Linked DNA regions of Mus musculus: region 1 is linked to region 2. A link is a contact called in public HiChIP or PLAC-seq data. All regions are on one chromosome and are shown on one strand. Each heading gives the region's core, a stretch centred on a gene start, on an enhancer-like site or on the middle of the called end of the contact. The rest is flanking DNA. Distances are from core to core; before and after follow the strand shown.

Evidence for each region. HiChIP or PLAC-seq counts read pairs in DNA pulled down with a chosen protein or histone mark.
Region 1: an H3K27ac HiChIP or PLAC-seq map of the NIH/3T3 cell line shows a contact between it and region 2, with 3 times the contacts expected there. The contact joins two enhancer-like sites. A contact is called at or near these places in 5 of 484 Hi-C or Micro-C datasets (the C2C12 cell line, adipose-derived mesenchymal stem cells, embryonic fibroblasts and 2 more) and 1 of 115 datasets of contacts at active chromatin or transcription factors (the NIH/3T3 cell line).

Annotation. Positions count from the first base shown.
Region 1 is chr9:33,236,238-33,243,387 of GRCm38.p6, reverse strand. No RefSeq gene overlaps it. Among named protein-coding and RNA genes, the nearest start is that of Gm32171, 15 kb to the left of the region's middle. Within about 2 kb of position 2,272, at least 27 of the 459 cell types and tissues checked have an H3K27ac peak or open chromatin away from gene starts, as enhancers often do. A contact at or near this core is called in the C2C12 cell line, the NIH/3T3 cell line and adipose-derived mesenchymal stem cells, where this site is marked.
Region 2 is chr9:32,975,943-32,982,512 of GRCm38.p6, reverse strand. No RefSeq gene overlaps it. Among named protein-coding and RNA genes, the nearest start is that of Gm27162, 50 kb to the right of the region's middle. Within about 2 kb of position 1,607, at least 23 of the 459 cell types and tissues checked have an H3K27ac peak or open chromatin away from gene starts, as enhancers often do. A contact at or near this core is called in the C2C12 cell line, the NIH/3T3 cell line and adipose-derived mesenchymal stem cells, where this site is marked.

The sequences.
Region 1 (7,150 bases), core at 1,023-3,522, 260 kb before region 2:
CGCATTTATGGAGGGCTGTCTCTCTGTCTCTATGAACTTAATGGCAATTTCACAAAGAGTATTTGAAAGAGGGTGGAAGCAGAAACAAAGAGAAGAAGCCATCTTCCAGATTTCTAAGTGCTGGAGGAGACATCCTCAGCCTGAATCCGAGGTCCTGCCATAGCTTCTCTATATAGACCATGAGGTTTCATCATCCCTATGAATTCCTGCGCTTCTCTGCCAACATTTTTCAACTCTGTCAATATGGAGGGAAATTGTGTTTCTTGAGGCCAATGACTGGTAGCTAAGGTATAGATAAGAATGAAAAATTATCAGAAAAGACTTTGGTCATTAGCATATACAGGTCAAGGAGAAACAGAACAGGATGATGTTCAAATTTCTGATACAGGTACGATGCTGGCATCGTTTGCAGGGAAAATGTTCAAGAGAACAGGAGAGCTGGTGAATTGGCTGAGTTTGCTTACCGGTCAGTTTGAACTGCCTACAGATGTGATGGCATACCAGGATACTGTCAGCCTTACCCACAAGGCTGTGCTAATGTGTAGGAAGAGGAAGAGTTGCAAAGGAAAAAGTGATGTCAGGCTGCAGAGAAGAGAAGAGAAGCCAGCACAAACTACAAAGCACTTGGGAATAAGGTCAGTCAGATAAGGGAGAAGGCACACAATCAGCAGCAATAATGGGAAGCACTTGCAGAGAGCACATGCAAATGACTTAAACCTTAAAGGACTCCTTTCGCTGTCCTTCTTTTATTTCATTTATCCATATAGATGTGGTATCCAGCTGTAACTTAGGGGCTCTTTTGTACAATGCCGGCCTTAGCAGAATACCACTCATACAATGATTCATCAATGTATGTACTGTGATTGAATTCCTGACCATAATACCATGGGTTATTCTATGAATTCTTAAGATATTATTTCACTGACTAGGCCTTTTTAAAAACTAGAACCAGGGCAGACATGAAAAGGAATTCAATGCAAGAGGCTACAAATCAAAAGAACAAAAAAATGATTTTAGATATGCATTGTCCTACAGAAATTTTTGTAAAGTCTTCACTCACTTTTGTATCCCTTTGTAGTATCTTCTTGGAATAGCCTCCTCTAGTGTATCCCAGAAGAGTCCATCAAGGTGGTCCATGTGATAATTTAAAAAGCATCAAAATCCTCCCTCAAATGTGAGCTCATCCATCTGGTTTGGTTATTTCTAGCCCAGCCCAGCTTCTCAACTGCTTTGTCCTTCAATTCCCCCTTCTCCTTGTTCTTGTCTGACAGCAAGGTGGCTTACTTGCAACTGTTTAATATAAGGTAAATCATTGCACCTCTCTGGACCATATTTTTCTTCTGTAGATAGACTAAGAAGATTATTCAGTTTGTGCTTATAACCACCTTAATGCTTTTTCCTCTACCTCAGCTTCACAGTGAGGTCTTCCCAGACTCTGACCATTATCTCTGTGCTCTGGGCACTGCTATTTTTCTGCACCCCACCCCCCAAGTCTCTTTTGCTGCCTAGGTTCATTCATCTGCTTGGGTTTGGGAGGCCCATCTAACGCATCTTTCAATCTCTAATGTTCTCTGTAATGGCTGAGGCTCAAAATGGTGCTCCACAGATGCTCTGGAGCAAAGGTGACTGAAAAGAACATGATTTGAACGTCTAGTCCTACATACACTAATTCAAAATGCCAGGTGGAATTTGCATGTTGTTCTTGCTCATGTGAACAGGAGAACATGACATGGTTCTGAAGCTCATTTGCTTCTTTCTAACACAGAACTTCCCTGAAATGTGATGAATGCTGTGCCTCTTTGTGAGGGAAAGAGATGAAGAAATAAGTCAAAGAATCTTTTGACATGTTCTTTAGGGACTTGAGGAAAGAATTCTTGTCTTCCCTAGTGTTAGGGCCTGTGGTAAGCATGGGCTTTATCAGTGCCAAGCAGTGAGTCAGGGAACGGGTGGCCCATTCTGTGGTTTTCAGTGGGAGGTGGGGTGTGTGTGGAAATTTTAATATCTCAGACTGTCCTGTTCATACCCATCCTTTAAAAGCCAGTTACAAGGGTGTGTGAACTTTAAAAACCCCTCTTCTCAAGCCTTGACCAAAGGAGGGCTTGAGCTCGGAGGGGCTTTCCAGGATAGTCTCCAAGTACAATAATGTCATTTTTCATGAACTTTTCTGAGACCTGAGTCCAAAACAGCCTGTGGCCTCCATCCATCACTTCTAAGCTAGCAGTAAAGACACCCTTGGAAAGACTTATGCTCTCTGAGCCAAACCACCAACAGCTACTCTTTCACAAAGGCTTCCTGGCCTAACCTACATTCTGCTAACCACACTGGCAATGCTCTGCAATACTGTGCTGCAAGGAGGCCATCTTTCTGGGAGTAGGTATTTGAGACAGACACTTAGAAGACCAATTTTAATGTGCAGATTATAATTTGTGGAGCTTTGAGTGTGGGTTGTGACAGAGAGGGCACTAAAAACGGGTCATGCATGGTTTGTTTTTATGGGACCAAGTGGAGAAATTGTGTGAGAGGATTTTGTATGAACAATTTCTAGGTAGTATTTTATTGATTGCTCTCATTCAAATGCATATTAGCAATTGTTAAACCATGTCTTCTCCTTCCATATTGCTTGGTATCTGCCATACTGTCTATTATAGAGTGCTATGTATGAGTCAGTAATTAGATGCCAGTTTTCCCTGCTAGGCCTATTATGGCAGGCATTATCATTCATCTATCTGCAGCTCTTCCACAGCAGCTACAATAGTGATGGTTAGCTTTCCCGTGCTTAATTGCTTTGCTTTGCCTGAGTAGCTTTATAATCTAGATAGAGGTAATACAAAACAATATTAGTGACACTTATGATAAGGAGACAATGAGTGAAATTAGCAAAATGCAGGGGTCACCCAGTGATCATTTCTGTGGTATTTATGAGCAGCTTTAGACTGATAACTGAGATTTTTTATGACCCACAGGCAATTATTGCCATTTGAATTTTCACTTTAAGGCATGCCAACCATACAGAGGAAGAGAAGGGGAAGGAAGGGGAGGGAGGAGAAGGAAGGAAAGGAAGATTACACATAAACCTCCCTACCTACAGTAAGGACTTCCTTTGTGTGTAGAGTAAAACCAGAGTTTCTTCCTTCTGATGGATAGAAATACAAATACCCAGAGAGCATACAGAATAGACATCCACCTGTGCTATGGATTGAGACTCCAAGAATATCAAACAACTGGCCCTTGGAAGGACACGTGTTGAAATAGCATGTTGTTTTAAGAGTTCTCAATAGGAGACTAAGATTTCAAAACATCTGAATAACTTCCTTGCTGTAAAGCATCTAGAGTTAAAATGTGAAGCTAGATAAATAGCAGCAGCCTCCAAGAGAAGAGATTCACTGAACTTAGGTACATAACTGATGATCAACACTGAAGTTAGAAATGCTGCAGGCAAGCCCACTCTGGGATGCCCATTTCCAGTGGAACACCCTTGAGTCACACCTGCTTTTTAACTCAAGAGATAAATTTCAGATTCCCCATTTCTCATGAGGGAATTATTGAGGAAGTGATCTGTAAGTGGCAAAATTTTACCTTCTAAGAAATTAATCTAGTACTTCTATATATCCATCCCATGACCAACAGCCATGTGATATTTGTAGCAGAGATTCAATGAATGTCCACAGGAAAAGCAGGCCAGTGCTGTATTCTCACCTACTGGGTTGAGATGATTTAATTTCATAAATCTAAATCTTGTCTAAATACAAGGGTATGGTTCTCACTTTGAAAATGAAATTGACATAAGAAAAATCCTATAACACACACAGACACAGACACCGTATAATATATATATGAAACAAGCTTTTTAAATTAACCCCATGAAAACATCAGAAGACAAATAATACAGAGAGTGTTCTTCTTTTACTTAAGCTGGGTCAAGATTCAAACTTGAACATAGAATTTTCTGGAAATGTTGGTCTGGCCTACCTCACTGGAGCCCATGTCCAAGTCAGGCTAAGTGTATTCCTGACATCTCAAAGCCAAGCTCTCACCTCTCTGATCTGTTTCATAGTCAGGAAGGAAGTGAGTGGATACAATGCACATATCAGTATAGTGTGTGCATATGCCTGTCAAGGGAGAGAACACCAAGGCTGCCCTGACTAACCAGACCCAGAAAAGATGGAAGAGATAAGATGAACGTCACAAGCATGATTAATGGGCTAAGTCACTGCCCATAGTCCAGCTCATTATCAGCCTCTCTCTTTCCATGAGAGGAGGCAAAGTAGAGTGAGCTAAAAGATAGGAAGTGCTCCCCATGTTCACAGCTGAGCTGGAGCTGAAAGAACCTAGCCATGGGTCTACAATGATGGCTGTTGGCAACCAACAAAAGGAAAAGGTCACCAAAGTTGACCTTCTTCTCATGACTCATAATCCAAGGACTGTCAATTACTGCTTAAAATGCACAAATCACATCCCTGACACTGGAGTGTGTCCACATTGCCTGAGCAGCTAGACAGAAGTTCTCAAGGCTACTTTTGTGATCCAAAGAGGCAACAGCGCTCTTTAGTTTCCCACTTTTGCTAAAGATTCTTCCTTTGAAAATATATAAACTATGTAAGTTTTTAATTTTAAAATAATTTTAACACTATGCCACCAAGAATTTCTAAAGTGAAGTAATCCTTCTAAGTTTTAGCATGAAGCACCCTATCCCATTCAGTCCTTTCTTGAGATCTTCCAACCCCGCTGTATTTATAACCTTTTAGGGTGATACACATGATCCTTGCTTCTGTATTTCTAAATATGCCGACTCTACTAGACATTAGGGAAAAAAAAACTACATATAACATTTTGAAAGCCATCATTGGAGATAAAGATTTACTTTTCTGTACTCACTACAGTCCCAGATACTCCCATGCTGAATTCTTAACGTGATTTATTATAGATATTGGTTCAGCCAATGCATTTACATTTTGATGACAATCCAAAGATTCTTAAATCAGTGGACACATTCTTGTGACTATCCCTGTCATTGCTCTAGCCCATCTGTTTCCAGGCCACCTGTGGCTTGTGAATTCAGTTCTGGTGGTTTTAAAAGATGAATCATCCTTGGGTTTTCTGCTCATGTAATTTTCTGTGAGCAAACAATTTGATAGTTTTCCAGAAAACAGTCTATCTTCTTTCTCTTCGCTTTTCCCCCATAATCTTCTGTAAAGCTTTTGCTTGGCTTCAATTCACAGTACTCTTACTGTTGCTGTCCTCTGTCCAGTAGCCTTTGAAGGATATAATATCCTCTTTTCACTCCCTCTTTGTTTTAGTATTGCATTAAAACAAACAACTGAGCAAAAATAAAGCCCACAACCATCAAGAATAATGATGATGATAACATCAACAATAATTTTAAGACAAAGGAGGCATGTTCTATAGTCAGTTGTAGATGAAGTGACGATGAGTTACATTTTAGTCCCAGTATATTTGAAATAGTCTACCCACATATCCAGTAATCTATGTAGTGCCTGGTGCTAATAATCTTCTCTCAAAATTTAAACCTAAAGTCCCTTATACCCTAACTTCCAATCATAATGTTTAGAATCTTGCTGCTGACCCAACTCCCAAGGCTTCTAAAGTTAGGAATCTAAGACCTTGTGTCTAAATTGCTATTTACCCTATCAACTTACTTAAGAGTCATTTGTCATCTTCATAACCCCCTCGCCAAAATATCTTTTCCTTCTGTAAAATAAGATATGATGAAATCCTTTTGGAATAAGTCTATGTGGTGGTTTGAATATGCTTGGCCCATGGGAAGTATAACTATTAGGAGGTATGGCCTTGTTGGAGATTGTGTGTCACTATGTAGGTGGGCTTTGAGGTCTCCTGGTGTTCAAGCTGTACACAGTATGGAAAGAGAGCCTCTCTTCCTTTCTGCCTTTGGATCAAAACATAGCACTCTTGTCTCTTCCAGCACCAAGTCTGCCTGCATACTGCAATGCTTCCTGCCATAATGATAGTGAACTGAACCTCTGAAACTGTAAGACAGCCCCAATACTTTTTTTTATGAGAGTTGCCTTTGTCATGGTGTCTCTTCACATCAATAAAATCCTAAGACAAAAGTTGGTACCAGAGACTGGGCTATTGCTGTGAAAGGCCTGACCATCTTTTTGTTTGGAGGAGTATGGATTTTGGAACTTTGGATTTGGAAGGCAGTAGAATGCGTTAAGTGGGGGATTAATGAGCCATCCTAGTAAAAATAAGGAAGCCAGTTATGCTAAGAGTGATTTGAACTGTGTGGGCCTAGTTCAAGAGGTTTCAGAGGAGAAGAATTTTAGTATGTTGCTAAAGATCATTCTTGTGATATTTTGATGAAGACTGTGACAGCTTTTTGCCATATTTCAAAGACTCTGCCTGAGGCTAAAATAAAGAGCTATAGATTAATTGCATTCATCCACACACACACACACACACACACACACACACACACCACCACCACCACCACCACCACCACCACCACCAACAACAACAACAACAACAACAACAAAAAACTCTAGTTTGAACTCTGTCCTCTGATTCATTCTTTGGAGGAGTGTTTAAATCAAACACAGCATGCTTAGAAATAAAAGCACAAAATATATGGTTCAAAGATTAAAGGGGCACCAGGAAGTGGAACTGAACTAAATCCTAAGGATATTAAATGGGATTAAGGGAGCAGTGACCTCTGGGCAAGGTCCTACTCAAGTAAGCTTATTGTTTATGCATTTACAGCAGAACAATGGACAGTTATGTAAGGTGTGATCATGACACCGCTTTTGTTTTCATTTGGACATAAGGAGATGTGATAGTATGTTAAATTGACAAGGGATGAATTGTGATGGCTATTCTTGGGTGTCAATTTGAAAATATCTGGAATGAACAAAATCTAGAACTTATAAAGATCTTGTGAAAATAAATTAAGGAAATGTTTAGGCATAGTGTACATGCCTTGAATCTCAGGAGACAGAGACAAGCAGATCTTTGAGTTCAAGACCAACCTGATACAGAGCAAATTTCAGATTTGGTCTACAAGTTCTAATACATACCTTTAATCCCAGCACTAGGTAGGCAGAGGCTTACAGATCTCTGAGTTCAAAATCAGTCTACAGAGCAAGTTCAAGAACAGTCAAGCTTAGACAGTAAA
Region 2 (6,570 bases), core at 358-2,857:
TGTAAGGTAAGAAAAGTAGTTTCCTATGGAAATAAACATGTGCCTTGTCCTGGCTGCAGAAAGCTTAGAGAACTTGAAATAAATGGGAAAGAAAGATCGTTGACATACTAGAGTATTATAGTGCATATGCTTCAAAAGAGAGTCAACCGAATGTTCGAGCCATCATTTTCATTATGTGAACATGGATGATTTGTTCAGTAAAGTAGATTTGTGTTTCCCTGTTTCATCCATGAAGCATAGTATGGTTCCTTATCAAAACTGGTCATTGTGGACATGAGTTTCCTCATGTCATGGCCAGCACATGATAACTGTAAAAGACATGCTACATGTTCTCACAGTGCATCCTCACTGCATAGAAACAGAGAGACACTGAGTGGGGATCAGGGGGTTCCAGAGGCATGCTGTGTGTTGACCTGCAGTGCTGGGCTCTGATGGCATATGAAGGTGTCAATCTCCACCATAGACAAGCTAATCCCAGCTGCACAGCATTCATGCAGCCATGCATTAGGGGTAGATACTTTTATAGTTTTCATGGGAAAGCATATGGGAAATGTTCAAGGGTTAGATGCACCAGGCTGTCAGCAACTGCCTCCTGGACACATATCAAATGTCCTAGTGGTTAGAAACCTTAGGCAGGTGCATAGGTATGAAGCTTTCATGGAGATATGGAAGACCTGAGTACTTTGCCACTGGGTGGCAAACATAAAGACAATCTCTGCTTCCCAAATATCTCTCTGATCCTTGAGCCTTGGGATAGCAGGCTAACATCCCACTTTAACAGCTCATGGCAGATGAAGGGCTGCCACAGACAAAGGAGCAGAGAAATGTGTTTGTGTCCCCAGAAATACTTATAAAATAATTGTCAAGGGGGCCTTCTTGGGTTACTTTGAATGTATAAACTGTTTATTTTTGCGAGGCTGATTGGGCAGGCATGGAGAAGGCTAATGTACTTGGGCTCCGTGTTTATCCCTTCTAAGAGTTCATGACTGATCAGCCATCCTCTTTCTGGAACAGATGTTATTCCTAAGGCTATTGCCAGTGGCACAATGTCATATCTTCTCACCCCATTTCCTCCCTTGTGAACCCAGTGGGCACAAGTAGAAAACATCATTCTTGAATCCCCAGCCTAGAAAGAATTTCGAGGCATGCTCATAGACATGTCCCAAAGGACTCCCACTAATTACTTAGGAGAGCCTGTGACTGTTTTCAATCAACTTTCACTATATTGAACTTGTCCCCAAATCAAGGCTTAATGAAGAAGAATTCTTTCTTTAAAAATCCATCTTGACAAATTAATATACCTGTAACCATAAAGTTGTGTTCATTTTTGAAACAAAAATGTTTTGAAACATGCCCAGTCATGCTGACCATACTTAACACTGTATGCTGATGAGTCACCAGGCATCACTCTTGGTGATTTATTGGGATTGTTTTATTAATTCTTACAAGAATTATCCATTGTGACTAGATATCATCTCCTTCCACATTTATAGATATGGCAACAGAAGCAGTGGAAGACTAATTCTTGCCCAAGATTCTATAGTCATGAGACTAGTAAGTGAGGCAGCTGCATTTCAGAGTGCAGTAACTGAGTCAGAACCACATTCTGAACCCTGTAGAGGTGGATGTCACAGTTTCTCTTTGACCACAGACATTACTAATAGAGAAGCAGTCAAGAAATATGAGAAATACTACAAATTTATGAGATCGGATCCAGCACTTCTTCTGAACTAAGGTCCCCTCTTCTTTGGGTTTATTGACTCAAATCCACAAGCAGAAGTCGTGTCCCAGATCTTTCTGTATTTGATGTTTAGAGGGTTTTATTATTATTATTATTATTATTATTATTATTATTATTATTATTATTCCTTAATCATCAACACACTTCTGCTCCATTCTTCTATTAATTGAATATTTATGTGTCCATGCAAACTCATATGTAGAACCATTAAAGACAGTCTGGTTTCTGGTTGAGCTAGGTTTCAAACCTTGGCGACCCAGCAAGTGGCCCTGCAAGGGTAGGTGTTTTGCCACACTCCTAGATACCAGGCTCCTGACACAAGGCCTCAGCTCTCCATCACTCTGTGTCCATCAGTCAAGTAAGGACAGAGCTCCAAGACCCTCCAAAGGTAGAGGACGTGACCACAGATCTGAAGGTCTGACAGGCTTAGCCAATTAAGCTCCCCTTCCCAGATACTCCTCTCTGTAAAAGGTATTTAACCTCAGGCTGACCCTGAGAAAGTGGGGTACAGTTTCACTCATCACAACTCTCCACCATGCCAATAAATGCTTTAAAACCACGGACTGCGTCTTTTCATCAGAATCCACGGGGGGGAAACAGGTCTTCCTCAAATGATCTCTGTCTAATCTCCCACAGGAGACCTCTCTGCGCTCCCAGCCCTGAATGCCACCAAGTCAAGCCACAGGCAGAACTCGCCAAGGACTCTCTCATCCCCTGGGTACCCAGCCGGAGCTCTCCTCCCCACTTTTCCCTTTGGCTCCAGGCTAGATCCAGCCCGTGGCCTCCAGTGGCCCCTGGGATGCCCAAGAGTCTGAGACCCTGACGTCATCGACCTTTGTGCAGGTCCAGACCCCTGAGCCCGACTTTGGCAGGTTCCCAGGACCCCAGACTGTGCTCCCCCACCCCGGATCAGGGGCTGGGGCTTCTCACAGCCTGACACACACCCCCCCCCCCCCCTGCAGCAGCATGGAGAATGAACAGTCAAAACTCCGGCATCCTGCCTCCAAAAGAGGCCCTAGCCCTGTGGCAGACCAGACGTGGGTCACCATTTTAATCCACACACATGTGTATGTGTTTACACGCACATGGGTACATGTTCCTGTAAACACAGTCACTTTCCGTATTGAGACAGAGTTTCCCACTTTAACACAAACCACACTGATTTGCTTGATCTGGGGATGCTCAGCCTCAGTCTTCCTAGCCCAGGGATTATAGGAGAGCCTCCAAACCCACCCAGCGTTCCTGTGGGTGCTGAGGACCTGAACTTCAGTCTCCATGATTGCACAGCAAGCTCTCACACACTGAGCTATCCCCTTAGCTTCAAATATTTCTTTTGGTTCAGTATTTATTTTAGTAATGTACCTTGAAATAAAACATTGATATCATACAAAGAGTTATTCAGTAAATATTACTAAGAACACTAGATTTTTTTTAATGGCATTGATGCCAATTATGAGTTCTCTGCTTTGAATCTGTTAAGGAATTGTTTGAAAAAAATTCAGAAAGGTGTTCATAATTTTGTTTCACTGTTTCAAAGCATATACTCCAAAATACTAATGCATCTCTTTCTTCATCAAAGCATATTATAGATTTTTTTATTTTATTATCTAGAGTATTACCTCTTACACTTAGAGTAACCAGAGTCCAAACCACATGATTGCTTCCATGCAGAGGTGTTCCTCAGATATCTTTCTCAAGGTATGACAGCCACATTCTGCCCCTAAAACTTACATCATAGCATAGATAACACAAATAATATTTGCAACCCAGTGAGTCAAAGTCTCTTCTGGCTACATCAGCCATCCTCACAGCATTTCAGAACCTTAAGAAAAATAAGCGTCTTTCTTGGATTTGTATATGCAATGCCTCCCTAAATGACCATATTCTAGAGGCTTGCTCCTTGGCCCTTGACAATGCTTAAGGGAAGATTTAAAGATGGCACTTGCTGGGAGGTCCTTGGCTGGAGACATATTTTCTAAAAGGATTAGTGGGAGCTGGGCCATTTTCCTTCCTTTCTCTTTTTATTACTTAGCCCAGAGGTGAGAGGTTTTTGGAGGTACTGTCTCCATAATGCTGATTTGACACAGCAGTGAATGGGGTAAGTGGGACTGGGAAGAGTGGAAATAAGTGTTGTACCAAAACTAACAAAATTGTAAGGAAAACATAGTCGTTTGTTCTTTTTAAATAACTTTTTTTCTGTATGTATGCACACGCGTGCTCTTGCACATGTGTGTGAATGCACATGCTTGCATACATGGAGGTCAAGGGACCACTCATGAGAGTTGATCTTCTATTTCTACCATGTGGGCTCTAGGGGATCTAAGTCAGGTCACACAGGCTTGGCAGCGAGTACCTTATCTTGCATAGCCACTCACCAGCCTGCTTAATATCTTCACGAGTTTATCATATGATATATTTGTTAAAAGCAGTGGGATTCTGACTAACACAGTTCTGGTGCTCAATGTATTGTGGCATAGATTCTCTTATCTCTTCCAAAACTACCTTATAAAATATATTCTCCTATCTTCCAAAATTACTCAGATTAGTGTACACAAAGACTGAGATGACTCTCAGGAAAATCTGCAGAATTTATATCCTGAGATGTTTTGTAAGAATAGTTGGTACTTCAATAGCATAGCAAGAACCCATTTACAGCTACAGAAAGACTTTAGATTGTGGGAAATTGCTTCTGGTGCTTATGACCTAAAAATATGACAACGTTTCTTGGAGGGCATAGTATTTTGTATTTTTAAACATAAGAACATCATTATTCTTTTGACTCCGAGATAAGAATGTCTCCAAGCAGCCTGGAGAGTTCTGTTTTGGTTCCTGTAGATTACAGTGTAAAAAGATCACGCTCCGTTCTCAGTTGTCGAGAAACTGGGAAACTGTAAGTGGATAAAGGGACAATCAAAACAGCATCATCCTCTGATTAAAGTGAAAGCTGATTTGAGAGAGATTTCTAGAAAGTGAGATCCTGGCTAAGGAAGTCTCCTCCAAGCTTTCTTGCTGATGTTGCGCGCTCTCTCTCTCTCTCTCTCTCTCTCTCTCTCTCTCTCACACACACACACACACACACACACACACACACTTAGACAGGGATTGGCTCTGGGGCAAATGCCAGAGCATGACCATTTCTACAGACCATTTTCTGTGAGCACAATCCTCCCTCTTTGTCATCAATCAAGTACTGATTAATTCTGGCATTCTTCCAAATACATATGACTTTCGTAGTAATTTGTGAACCACCCCGTCTTAGTCTTTCTATTCCTGCAATGAAACACCATGACCAAAACGCAAGATGGGGAGGACAGGATTTATTTGGCTTATAACTCCATATTATGTTCATCATTGAAGGAAGTCAAGACAGGAACCCAAACAGATCAGGAAACTGGAGGCAGGAGCTGATGGAGCCATGCAGGAGAGGAACCTTGGGGTGAGATGGTGGTGGGGTGTTTACTGGCTCGATAAACATGGCTTGTTCAGCCTGCTTTTGTATAAAACCCAGGACCACCAATACAGGAATGGCACCATTCTCAACGGGCTGGACCTTGTCTCTCCCCATTGATGACCAATTGAAAAAAATGCCTTACAGCTAGGTCTCATGGAGTCACTTTCTCAACTGAAGTTCCCTCCTGTCTGAAGCTTGTGTCAAGTTAAAGGACAAAGCCAGCCAGTACACACCTCTACTGTGTTTCTATGAGAAGCTGGGCAGGAAAAAGATGATAGCTGCTGTGAGGTCAACTTCAGGCTAATACATCCTAATGCAGTTTCTGGAGAGCCCAGACACCATGCTATATCATCTCCGAACAAGAGAGCAGAAAGGTCTTAATTTTACAATAAATGGAGAGTCTCTATAGCTTGAGAGTGGATCACACCTCTAAGTGAATTTTCAGAAGCCCACTCTAGGACCATTTTCTCACCACGATGATTCTATATAAATGTGCTTCATCAGTCATGATTCCCAGAGGGAGGCACAATACCTGAGAACCCAGGGCCATGAAAGCATGTTTGTGTTTTAAATTATGGAAATCTTCACTAATGTGAAAAGTAATTTGGAGGCTCTAAGTCAAGTAAATAAAATGAAGTCTGAAATTTACTATAAAACATCAATAAACTAATTTTTAAAAAATGCTTGCAGGGTGATAAAGAACGAAGCAGAAATTTCAGCATCTCAAAGAATATTTTATCGGCAAAAGCCAGTCAGCTCAAAGGATATAAAACAAAGGATATTTTCATTTAAAAATGATGATAAACCTGGTGAAAGGCAGAGAGAGTAAAACTAATATGTTGAGGGAGAAGGTAAGAAGTAGGGGAGCTGAGGAGGGGGGTATGAGGTCATTCCCTGGAAATTCAGGGAGAAATTAAGAGAGAGAGAGAGACTGAGAGAGACAGAGACAGAGACAGAGAGACAGATAGACAAGATGAAGCATTCACAAACAGTGTTAGAGATATGTTTACAGACAGCATGTCTGAGTACGAGGGTTCAGAAACCTCAAAAGCCTGAATTCTGACCAAGAGTAAAAATTAATGTACTCAAAGATCTGTAAAAGTAAGCTAAATACACAAGGAAAGTAAAGAAAATAATTGTGAAAATATCCTAAGAAAAAAAGATCAGACTATTCTTCCAACCCAAATTGTTATGCATAACTAGCCCCAAATTGTACATGCATACGTGTGTCCTGGTTTGCTCTCTATTACTGTTATAAACACCATGACCAAAGCAGAGGAGGAGAAGGTTTATTTCAGCTCAGAGCTTACAGCCCATCATGGAGGGGATGCAGGGCAGGAAAATGGGGACCAGAACTGAGATAAAAACCATGGAGAAA